2 separate regions of the Mus musculus genome follow, and region 2 is linked to region 1. A link is a contact called in public Hi-C data. All regions are on one chromosome and are shown on one strand. Each heading gives the region's core, a stretch centred on a gene start, on an enhancer-like site or on the middle of the called end of the contact. The rest is flanking DNA. Distances are from core to core; before and after follow the strand shown.

Region 1 (5,977 bases), core at 1,894-4,393:
TGTTTCCACTTGCGCCCCCCCCCCCACTTATGAACAGAATAGTCTTCATTTCACACTGAGTTGAAAGCTACAGGAATAACTGCCAATCATTTTTTGCTGCAGACTAATTTCCTAAAGCAGTGTTCACTGTGGTTCCTTCTAATTCTGTGGGCGAGCTCTGCGTTGAACTGCTGAGTTTTACTTCAGGTCGGTTCTGAGGTCTCAGCTACAATGCTGAGCTGTCTCAAAGGCTGAGTCAACGCGTGCTTTAAATCATCTGTGCTCTGCTTCGTTTTGCTCTCTTGTCCATAGGAAGAGCTTCAGGTTCTATACTAGATGAGAACCCCTAAATAGGATTATAACCTGCTCAACTAAGGGTATGAAATTTCCCCTAAACCCTGGACTCACCTGGAATCCAGGCAGGCATGAAGGCGGCTGGAATCCAAGGCAAGCTGGCTGGCTAGACTAATCAGAACTGGTTCAGAGCGAGACCTTGCTTAGTTAATAAAGTGGTGAATAACCAAAAAAGGTACCTGACATCAACTTTAGGCTTCCACATAGCTGTCCATATGTGAACACATACAACACACACACAATGATTCCAGACATCACTCATTGGTAGAATGCTTGCCTAGAATTCATGAGGGCCTGGGTTAAGTCCCCAGCATTGCTAAAGGGGAAAAAAATCAACAACAACAAAAAAGGTAATCCAAAATTGTTTAATGATACACACACACACACACACACACACACACACACACCTTGAGAGGGTATTTGAAAGCAAAAATTGGTTTCCTTAATAAAAAAAAAAAAAAAAACAATTAACATTTAGGGATTAGAGAGATGTCTCAGGATTTAAGAGCCCTGGTACTGCTCTTTCAGGAGACCACAGCTTGATTCTCAGCACTCTCACGGTGGCTCACAACTGCCCGTGATTCAGTTCCTACAGTACTGGGGAATGAGGGGATCTCTTCCAATTTCTGTGGGCAACAGACAAGCATAAAAGCAGACCAAGCACTGATATGCACCGAATAGAGTAGAGCTGAGATAAAAGCACCATATAAATGGCCTAACATAAGGTGTGCTGTTAGGTGCTCTCATGCACATCCAGCGTTGTAGACACCAACTCTTCATTGTGGCGGAGAGTGCTGAACAGTGCTGGGTGCAGAGGTGGAGAGCAGGCGAGGACAGGGTGGGGAGCCTACGAGTAGCCAGCAGGAAGATGCTCTCAAAGGAGAAGGCAGTAGATGGGAAGCAAGTTAAGAGAGGCAGGCTGGGGGGTGGGGGGTGGAAAAGGGAAGAAAAAAGGAAGGAAGGAAGAAGGGAGGGAAGAAATCAGTCAATCATCTTAGGTTGTTCTAGAAAGAAAGAAAGAAAGAAAGAAAGAGAGAGAGAGAGAGAGAGAGAGAGAGAGAAGAGAGAAAGAAGAAAGAAAAAAGAAAGAATGAAAGGGAAGAGATTAAGAGAAATGGGACTCCCCCCCTCCCCCCAAATGTGCTAAAATGGGATGAAAAGGACAGTCCAGCACTGGAGAAATGTGCAGGAAGGAGCAGGGGACCTGTTGCATGGCTTGCCCAGTGATTTGGAGCCCTCCCTGCCCCCTTTCTGTTGACGTGCACTTTATCTTTTTTTTAAGTTTGGTTGGTTTGTTTGTTTGTTTATTTATTTATTTATTTATTTATTTATCTGTATAGCCCTGGCTGTCCTGGAACTCACTCTGTAAACCAGGCTGGCCTCGAACTCAGAAATCCACTTGCCTCTGACTCCCAAGTGCTGGAATTAAAGGCATGCGCCACCACTGCCCGACACTTTATATTCCTCTGTCTGAGAGAACTATAGCAGCCAGTGTGTGCCGGTTCGTTATATGTGTGTTCTCAGAGCTGCTTCTCCCCAGGACTGCCTCTAGGCACTGAGGACTTTCTCACCAGAGAAAGCCAGAGTCCCAGGAACCATTGGGAAACAGAAGAGAGGACGGTTCCTAAGGAGACATTGGCAGCCTGTGTAGAACAAGGTCTTCGTTCTATCAGTCTCTTTAGGATACCAAATGGAACAGCCCTCAGATGAACCCTAGTTCATCTTGGGATATTGGAGGGGGAACATGCAGAGAGAGAGCTCTTTATCCATCCACTGATACACATCCAGGCAGATGGAATTTCCTCTTTATGAGTCTAAACACCACTGCATCCAGGGTAGTTCAGCCTACTGGGTACACCCCGGACAGCGTAGCTCAGCCTACTGGGTACACCCCGAACAGCGTACGTAGCTCAGCCTACTGGGTACACCCCGGACAGCGTAGCTCAGCCTACTGGGTACACCCCCGGACAGCGTAGCTCAGCCTACTGGGTACACCCCCGGACAGCGTAGCTCAGCCTACTGGGTACACCCCCGGACAGCGTAGCTCAGCCTACTGGGTACACCCCCGACAGATGCTGTTCTTTAACTTTCTTCTGCCTTCTTACTCAGTCCTTTGCCTTGTTTGTTTTTTAAACAGGGACTCACATAGCCCAGGCTGGACTCAAATTCACCAAGTAGATGAGGATAGCCTTGAACTTCTGACTTTTCTGCCCCTACCTCTAGAGTGCTGGGATTACAGGATCTTATGGGGTGCGGGGATGGAACCCAGGTCTTTGGGCATGTTGGCGACAGCCTCTGCCCCCAAACCTTCTTCCATAAGAGAAACAAGTGTTCCCCTACAGAAACCTCAAGGGAATATTGGAAAGAAATCCTGAGCCAGTACCAGAAACAAAGTAGGTTAGAGCAGGACTGGTTGTTTACCTATAATTTTTTTAACCCCTTCAGAAGATGTATCTGACGTCGAAGCTTCCTCGGTGTTCCTTGTGCCGCTGTGTGAGGTGGGTGTGCGCGTGCACATAGCCCCCTCCCCGCCCCCCCCCCCAAACTACAGGCAAACCCTGGTAAGGAGAAGCTACAGTTTGGACTCCTAGAAAGAGTTTGACCTAATCGCCCCATCCTGGTTGGGCGGGTGGTCCTTCTGTTTTCTTTGGCAAAATCTAACTTGACAATACGTTGTGGTGACTGAGGTGCTCTGCTGCCAGAGGGGTTAGTTAGCACACTTCCTGACTGACAGAACACCCCTGCCTATGCCTCAGGCCCACGGTGGCAGAGGCAGTGTGGGAGGAGCAACCAAGTTTCACTTCCTTGCTAGCCAGAGACTCAGCCCCAGCCGGCTCCTGCCTTAGCGAGGAGGAGCAGCGCGTCCAGCAGCAGCCGATCCCATCTCTCTCTTCATACAGCACCTGGCGGGGAGTCAGCCATCAGAAGCAAAGGAACTTATGGGCAGAGCAGAACTTCTAGGAGGGAACATGAGTACCCAGGATCCCTCAGAGCTGTGGGGCAGAGCAGATGGAGGCACAGACCTGCTCCAGGATTTGGGGTAAGAGCGCTTTTTCGATGAGTACAACTTCCCAGTTCCTTGAAAAATCGCCGCTCTGACCAGTGTTTCCAGGATTCGAGTCTCTTCCCACTGCCACCTGATGGTCGTCTACCTGGCCAGTTTAATTGACCTGTAGGAACTTCCTTCTGGGGGCGCTGATTCATTGTAAAAGTGTAAGATATTTTTCTAAAAGTGAGAACAGTTACACTGAGAGAATGTGATAAAAAAAAAATCAACTTTTGGGCATCCTTCAGCAGCTGGGGAGTGTGCATACAATCGTCTGTTTCTTTGATACTGGGCTAGTTTATCATTAAAGTGAGGTGGAAGAACTCTGAGTGCACCTCTTGGCAGTGAACTGTGTCACTGGTTCCATAAACAGAAAGACTACACGGCTGTGAGTAAGAGGGATTTTTTTTTTTTTTCAAAAGAAAAAGAATGAGGAAGTTTGTACGACAATCATGTTTCTACGGTGCCTCCTTCTCACACAGCAATGGGAGCTCTTTCATAGCCTTTAGACACAAGATAACAACAGCCTGGCTTCAGATAGACAGGTTTAGGTTAGGTGACATCATCAGAGTTCATCAGAAGGGACCCTGATGACACAGCTCATCCGGACATTTAGTAAAGAAAAAAGGGCTACTCAGACAAGAAAGGAGGTTTCCTTGGAGACAAAGCCTTGCACCTACACGCTTGTGTTTCCCAAGAGAGAGGACTCTGGACCTGTTGTCTACCTAAGTGGCTGGAATTCCTCATCACCCAATGACATAAAGACATACTGTCACCTTGCATAGGATGGCAATAAACACGAAAGGGTTTTAAACCCCATCTTATCGGTCACATCAGTGAAATAACAAAGCTGAGACAGCTACCTGCCAGAGGCCCCATCCTCCTCTGAGAATGGGTTGAAATTTCTGTTTACACTAGAGATTGTATCATTTTATATTGTGTTACTGTAAAATTTCTCACGGCACTATGCTGGCACAGCAAGTAGAGGTGCTTGCGGCTAAGCCTGGCTAAGCCTGAGATTGAGTCCTGGGACCCACTCGGCAGACCTCCACACAGATGATATGTCAGACGGGTACACACACACACACACACACACACACACACACCATGCACACATGTAATGATAATTAATAAAAAGTCTAAAAGCAGCTCTCAATAATTCTCTGTTTAAATTTAAAGCCAAGGACCTGTACTGCCATTTGGTATTGACAGCTAGGATTTTCAATAAGGGAAACTCCTTATGAGGTCTTCAGAGCTCCAAAAACTCTCCACGTTTCTCTTCAAATAAAAAAAACAGAATAAGGGCCTCTCTGGGAGCATCCAGCCCAGAATCAAGCAGTTCAGAGCCGACCTTACTGGCCAGCTCCCAAGGTTTGTACCTGTGTTTTTTGCACTCTCCAGCCTCTGAAGTTAAGATACCCAAAGGAGAAGAAAGATCCAGAAAATATTCAACTCTGTCTCTTTAATTAAACAAATCCTATCCTGAAAGCAGGATCTAAGCTTTGGAATTGTCAGCACACTCAGGACACAAACATACCTGACCATGTGTCTGGGGACAGGCAGTGCAGGTAAACCACAGGCTTCCCTTCCCAGGCAAAGAATAGACGTCTGGTACTAAGTCCGGGGACCCTTATTATTATTATCACGGAATAAATGGTACGTTTGTATCCAGATCTCTTTAGTTCAGAAGACCTGAACATTTTCTTGAATGTCAGAACTTGGTCTCAGAAACAATGCAAACTTCAGTTGTTGAAGAAACTGCTCTATAGTGTGGGTTTCAACTCTCTCTACATGCTAGACAGACTAAGGAACTTTTTATTTGCTTATTTTTATTCTTGTTTTTATACTTGATACAGGGCCTAATATAGCTTAGGCTCTAATTCAAGGATGACTTGAATTTCTTGATATTCCTGACTGTACCTCCCAAGGCCTGGGATAAGAGGTGTATAACATCACACCCCACTTATGCAGGGCTTCCAGGATTCAAGGCAAGCACTCTACCAACTGAGTACTTCCTAGGCATATGAACTAAGAAAGGAAGGAAGGAAGGAAGGAAGGAAGGAAGGAAGGGAGGGAGGGAGGGAGGGAGGGAGGGAGGAAGAGAAAAAGAAAGGAAGGAAGAAAGGAGAGGGGGGAGAGAAAGGGAGAGAGAGAGGGAGAGAGGGAGAGAGAGAGAGAAAGAGGGAGAGAAAGAGGGAGAGAGAGGGAGAGAAAGAGGGAGAGAGGGAGAGAGAGGGAGAGGGAGAGAAAGAGGGAGAGAGAGAGGGAGAGAGAGAGAGAGAGATGTCTCTGAGCTAACATTTGTTTTCTTCCTCTACGTGCCTCTAAAGCAAGACTGGAATTAAGAATCAAGGTATAAAATGTATATTCTCTGACGGGTTAGGTTAGGTACAGTTTTATCATTTATTTTAATTTAGGGCATGCCCCTAAATTTTAAAATCACTAATGAGTTGTGGCATTCTGTTGAGAGGTTGGGGCCTGTGGCCAATAATAACTTCATTGAGGTGCATTTTACATAAGATAAACTTGAAGAGCGCGACTGTCACTGTAGCCGGTGGTAGCAGATTTTCACCTCCCTTGAAAACCAGTAAGGAGCAC
Region 2 (5,977 bases), core at 2,042-4,541, 41 kb before region 1:
GATAAATCCCACCTTAACCTACCCATATTGGACAGAATAATAAAGACTGACATTATATTTCCTTCCAACCCTTATCCTACATGTTGCAAAATTCTAATCTCTCTCCTCATGCAGGCATCTTATGTCTGCCTATTGTTTTGTTTTGGTTTGGGTTTTTTTTTGTTTTGTTTTGTTTTGTTTTGTTTTTTGGCCAGGTTGAGATGAAGAATTAGCATTGCATCTAGAAAGCTATGCATGGATACAGTGTTTGTGTCGTTTAGAGACAATGTTTACTTTGTTTTGTCATGTGTATTATTCTTAAAGGTATCCACCATTTGTTTCAAGGAGAAAACATGAAAAATGAAGGGGACTTTAGATGTGTATATACATGCATGTATGATGCTTAGTTACCCTCCTGTTAAACATTTTAGGCTTCACATGACTTTTCTAACATGTGTCATCCTGTTAAGATTGCACTGCCAAGGTCAGCTGAGTAGTTATAGTGTCCTCAGCAAGAAATGAGCCAGATAATACATTTCTAAATGTAGCAATTTTAACAACAATGAACATTTATCTCACTTTGCATAGGGAGTGTACTGGCTAGTTTTATGTCAACTTGACACAGGCTGGAGTTATCACAGAGAAAGGAGCTTTAGTTGGGGAAATGCCTCCATGAGATCCAGCTATAAGGCATTTTCTCAATTAGTGATCAAGGGGGGAGGTCCCCTTGTGGGTGGTGCCATCTCTGGGCTGGTAGTCTTGGTTCTGTAAGAGAGCAGGCTGAGCAAGCCAGTAAAGAACATCCCTCCATGGCCTCTGCATCAGCTCCTGCATCCTGACCTACTTGAATTCCAGTCCTGACTTCCCTTGGTGATGAACAGCAGTGTGGAAGTGTAAGATGAATAAACCCTTTCTTCCCCAACTTGCTTCTTGGTCATGATGTTTGTGCAAGAATAGAAACCCTGACTAAGACAGGGAGTAACTTAATTTCTGCCTTTCTTAGGGTTTCTATTGTTGCAATGAAACACCCTGACGTAAAACCAGCTGGGGAGGAAAAGGTTTCTTTGTATTACACATCCACATTGTAGTGTATCATTGAAGGAAGTCAGGACAGGACCTCAAACAGTCAGGACACTGGAGGCAGGAGATAATGCAGAGACCACAGAGGAGTGCTATATACTGGCTTGCTCATCACGGCTTACTCAGCCTGCTTTCTTATAAACCTAAGACCTCTAGCCCAAGGATGGCACCACCCACTGTGGGTTGGGCCCTCCCCTATCAGTCACTATCTAGAAAATACCCTGTAGTTATAGAGGCATTTCTCAATCAAGGTTCCATCCTTTCATATGATTCTAGCTCATGTCAAGCTGACATAAAACTAATCAGCACAGGGGCAATTTTGTTTTACCATCACAAATGAAACTGCAGTAATAGTCTTCGAGGGCTGCAGTCATCTATATGGATCTAAAGAACTGGCTATCAGCACATGGTGGGTGATGTTTGAAGTGACTTCTAGTTGGAATTCCATCCGTCCACCCTATCCTTCATGCTGTCAGTGGGCTGTGATGGGTTATCACAGTACACACCCTGATCTGCTGCCCTCAGGCCAACAGACACAATGACCGGGTATGGGCCGCTCCTTCACAATTTTCCTTGTCTACTGGGAGTAGGAGAAGGATGACAAGTTCCATGACTGTCATTCTCAGTGTAGGAATATGAAGCAGGAATCAGTATGGGAACCAAAGATAGTCTTCATTAGTAGGAAAAAAGTCAAAGCAGGTTAGTGTTCAAACTCAGATCTCTGACTGTAAGTCAGTCTTCCTTCTTACTGCTCTGTTGATCTATACAGTAAAAGAAAACATTAAAATAGTACCCTAAGGAGAGATTGGAACCAGACAAGAGTAACTGTCAAGGAGAAAGAAACAAACGATATATTAACGTTGAGAAGAGGAGTAACTAGAAGCATGCACATCTAAAGCTTTAGGGGCCTTTATTTGGGGGGATATTTGAATGACAGTTAAGACAGTAACCTACACAGATGAAATGGTGTTGACTATAAAGTCACACAGATGAAAGCTCGATGGCAATTGTTGAAGTAAACATAGTGACATGGTGCAGTGGGGTTATTTGATGGTTATAAAGAGAGACTGGCAAAGGATATTTGTATACTTTTGAGACTATGTACGAGCACAGACACTGCTCTAGGAATTTTTATGTAGGTTAAGGAGGGGTTATCAGGTCTTAGGTGACCCTAAAAAATCATTAGGAGACATAGAAATTAGCTTCCACATTCACGGAAGAGTAACTGAGACTCGGGGTAGACTGACCATGGGCAGGACTGGAAGAACATAGAGATGTCATTTAAATCATGTCTGTCGGAACCCAGTGTGCACATGCTCGGTCCCATATTAGCTCCAGCAGGCAACAGTCTAAAGGGTTCTTTCTTCCCTGACTGGGTATTGTTAAGTGTGCTAAAAACCTCTTTTTATTTATTTGATGATCTTCCAAAATCTACACACACAGACACACACACACACACACACACACACACACACACACACAGACACACACACCATGCTTCCTGTCCTATGACTCCACAGGCAATCATCACAACCTGCCAGGCTTGGCTCATTCCTTCTGTTCATCCTTCCCATCTGATCCATTTGCTCATCCTGGCCATCCTAATGGTCGTCATTTCCATGCCATCTCCTTAGCTCCCTGCCCGAAGGAACCACCCATTGCAAGGCCTCGCTCCTTCCAGCCTGGTAGTTTGAAGTAATCTCTAAAATAGACTGCAGTGATACCTACGTGCTGATACTTAACCCTGTGGAAATCCATCCCTTTGAGTGTGGAGCACTATAGCAACCCACTTGAAATAATTAACATGGACCATGTGCAATGGGGTATCACTTCTAGAAAAGACAGGACAAAACCCTGCTTTCTTTCTCTCTCTGCGGGAGGTCAGATGCCATATGAGGTCTTGCACTGAGAGAAGGTTCTGCAGCAAGGAGCTGAGGGATGCCTCTGGCAAATGGCCACTGTCAAACTTGGGGTCCCCAATCTGGTTTCAACCCTTGAGAAGCTGAAATCCACCAGTAGCCATACTCACATCCGGCCCCTCAGGAGCAAATGCTTGTTGAAACAGCTGCATTTTTTTTCTTTTCAGCAATAGATAACTTCTGGGAATTTGGTTGTTTGTGTCATTTCTGTTTCCAAAAGCCTTTAATGACTCTCATTTGCCTTCAGAAGATAGCTAAGCTTCTCTGTCTGACATGGGGACACTTTATCTTCATGTTCCAGCATGACAGTTAATAATTAATTGAGGATTACTTGATCGTTGAAGGCAGTAGTGTGTAATTCAGATATCAACTGATGCCACATTGGCCTTAAGGGCTAAAGAAAATTGGTACCAACATCCAATACACACTCTGTGGAAAATCCAACATCCTCCCGAGATATCGCTTTCCTGGTGGATTTAAACAGACTCACACCTGGTGTTATTTTGCTTCTGCTCCGTTAACTCAGCACACGGATTCTCTCCCCCTTAGATGCCACACTGTTTTTCAAACTGTTTACTCAATCCCTTTCCAGATACACACACACACACACACACACACACACACACACACACACACCACTGTACAATACTACTGTATAAAGGAAATTTCATAAAATTTTAAGGATTTCTTATACACCTCAAATAACTTAAGTTGAATATTAAATATCACTATTAATTTTAGTTGGGAATGTGAGAAACTATTGGGTACGTTTGCTGTCATTAACATTTGTACAGAGAAACATTAACGAGGCATCATAGAAACTGTCTATAGAGGGGAGACCAAATTAAATGGGAAAGTGGACTCTTGTCTCCTATTCCATTCCATTTTGACTTAGAAAAAATGTAGTTTCCTTTCAAAAAGTAAAAAGTAAAGCTTTTTTAAAAAGAAAACATTCTCAGATTCCTGCATTGGGAGCCTCCTACTGAACTCACACACCGGTGACTCTGACTCCTCCACACAGCACTCTAAGTTCTCCCCACTGTATTTGTTTTCAATACTGAGCTGAGTTTTTTCTGGTTTCAAATCCATACTCAATTCATTCTCAATTCAGTTAATCTCTGTCTCTGTCTCTCTCTTAGCTAATTTTTATTTTTTATTTATGTGTTTTATGTGTTTGTGTGTGAATCTGTGTATGCTGGTGCATGCTGGTGTCTGTGGAGACCAGAATAGGGCATTTGATCCACCTAATATAGGTTCTTGGAAACAAACTTGGGTCTTCTGTAAGAGCAGCAAGTACTCTTATCTGATAGCTGGGATATCTTCCCAGCCTACTTAACTCTCTTTCTGACCTATTTTGAATTCAGCTCTATGTCCACCTTCGCTCATTAAAGATTCACAAATGTGGTCGTATAACGGAAGTACACAGAAAATCCTAAAAACGATGCTGTCCAGTTACTTGTTTCTGTTCTATCTTCCAATGCCCAGGACGCAGAAAAAGAGGGCGCTCCTGGATAACACAGAGAAGGGAGTGGACAAAAAACATCAGGCGAAGCTAAAAAATCATCATCAAAGATCATGCTTAGTACACAGCTTTGCTTTAAAACCAACCTGACTGTACCCAATGGCCTTCCGACATCTGTATTAAGTGGGAAAGATAACCAAAATTAAATGACTTTAATTGGAACAAGTTATTTAAGTGACTTCCTTTCAATTCCATAGTGGAACTTTAAAGCAATGCCAATTTTTTTAATTTAAGAAAATTAAGTTTTAATAATAATAATAATATAGGCACTTCCTGCCAGTATGTAAATGGTTAATAAACATATGGAAAGAAATAGAATTTCTTCAGGAAGCTATCAATTTGAATCATGATTCTATTAATACATTTATAATGACTAAAATGTGACAGGCAATACCAAGTGCCGACAAGATTGTAGAAAAAAACAGGTAGAAGTATTTCAGGAACTTCTGGTACAAGTACTCAAGGGGGCATTTAGTATTCTGTTATAGCTAAGCCTCTATATCTCATGAACATCATTTGATTCAGCTGTACCGTTACAAACAAATATGTATGCATGTCCCAAAATCTGGAAGATTGCCAAAATGTCCATCAATAGTAGAATAGGTAAATTGTAGACTGTATGCAATAGACTCTTATACAGAAACAACAGTAAATATACTAAGTAAAGAAGCCATACAGGAAGGAATTATCTTATAATCCCATTTCCACAAAACGAAAAATTAGCTAACTTCTAAGATCTGAGAAGAGTAAATATTGGTTGACTTTGGGAAATGGATGGTATATGAGCTTACTCATTTCTCTAACAAATACCATATAAAAGAAACCTAGGTAAGGAAGGGTGGATTGTGGCTCACAGGTACAGCTCATCAGGGTGGGGAAGTTACAAGACAAGCTGTGTAGTCAAGGGTAGCATTGTGTTTGCAGTCAGGAATCGGAAACACGTGGATTCTGGTGCCCACCAGGCCTCTTCCTATCTCCCTCTGGAAATGCCTCCCAGGCAGGCCCTCAGGTAGTCTCCTGGGAGATTCTAAATACCACCAGGGTCACAGTTAAGACTGGCTCTCAGATGGGGACAGAAGGAAGGGTTAAAAGAGATCCCTGCACTCCTGATCTGTTTCTTATTGTAAACATTTGGCTTCATGAAAGTATTCTCACTCAGGAGACTTTTCATACTATAACATTTAGGTACTTTTCTTTAGATGCATACACATAGTAAAGTATACGCCACTAAAACTCCCTAATACTTTATCAGCAAGCTTATTTTTACCATTTGTTATGATCTGACATTTGTGTCCCTTCAAAACTCACAGTGAAATTTATTCCTCCATAGAAGGGTAATAAGAGATGAGACCTCTGGGCAGTGATTCTCTGTGAGGGTTCTGCCTTTATGACTGGCATTAACAATGGCTTTAGAGAGCTGTCTGTCCTCTGTCTTGTAAAGACACAACATTTGTGCCCTTTTCATCTTCCTGTCATC

What was found. Hi-C and Micro-C count contacts between places; a contact is called where the count stands out from the background.
Region 2: a contact with region 1 is called in a Hi-C map of the G1E-ER4 cell line, with 2.1 times the contacts expected there. The contact joins the enhancer-like site here to the promoter of Dapp1 in region 1. A contact is called at or near these places in 1 of 39 promoter capture datasets (frontonasal cranial neural crest), 2 of 15 datasets of contacts at CTCF or cohesin (CD8 T cells and the NIH/3T3 cell line), 8 of 484 Hi-C or Micro-C datasets (the G1E-ER4 cell line, the HPC-7 cell line, bone marrow-derived macrophages and 4 more) and 3 of 115 datasets of contacts at active chromatin or transcription factors (embryonic stem cells, microglia and neural progenitor cells).

The regions. Positions count from the first base shown.
Region 1 is chr3:137,978,715-137,984,691 of GRCm38.p6, reverse strand. It overlaps Dapp1 (dual adaptor for phosphotyrosine and 3-phosphoinositides 1), which reads left to right and starts at 3,143. Exons shown (of 9, transcript NM_011932.3): 1 at 3,143-3,373. The coding sequence starts at 3,273. The region is part of intron 2 of Gm19708 (a long non-coding RNA gene); the gene reads right to left.
Region 2 is chr3:138,019,470-138,025,446 of GRCm38.p6, reverse strand. No RefSeq gene overlaps it. Among named protein-coding and RNA genes, the nearest start is that of 1110002E22Rik, 40 kb to the left of the region's middle. Within about 2 kb of position 3,291, at least 8 of the 459 cell types and tissues checked have an H3K27ac peak or open chromatin away from gene starts, as enhancers often do. A contact at or near this core is called in the G1E-ER4 cell line and the HPC-7 cell line, where this site is marked.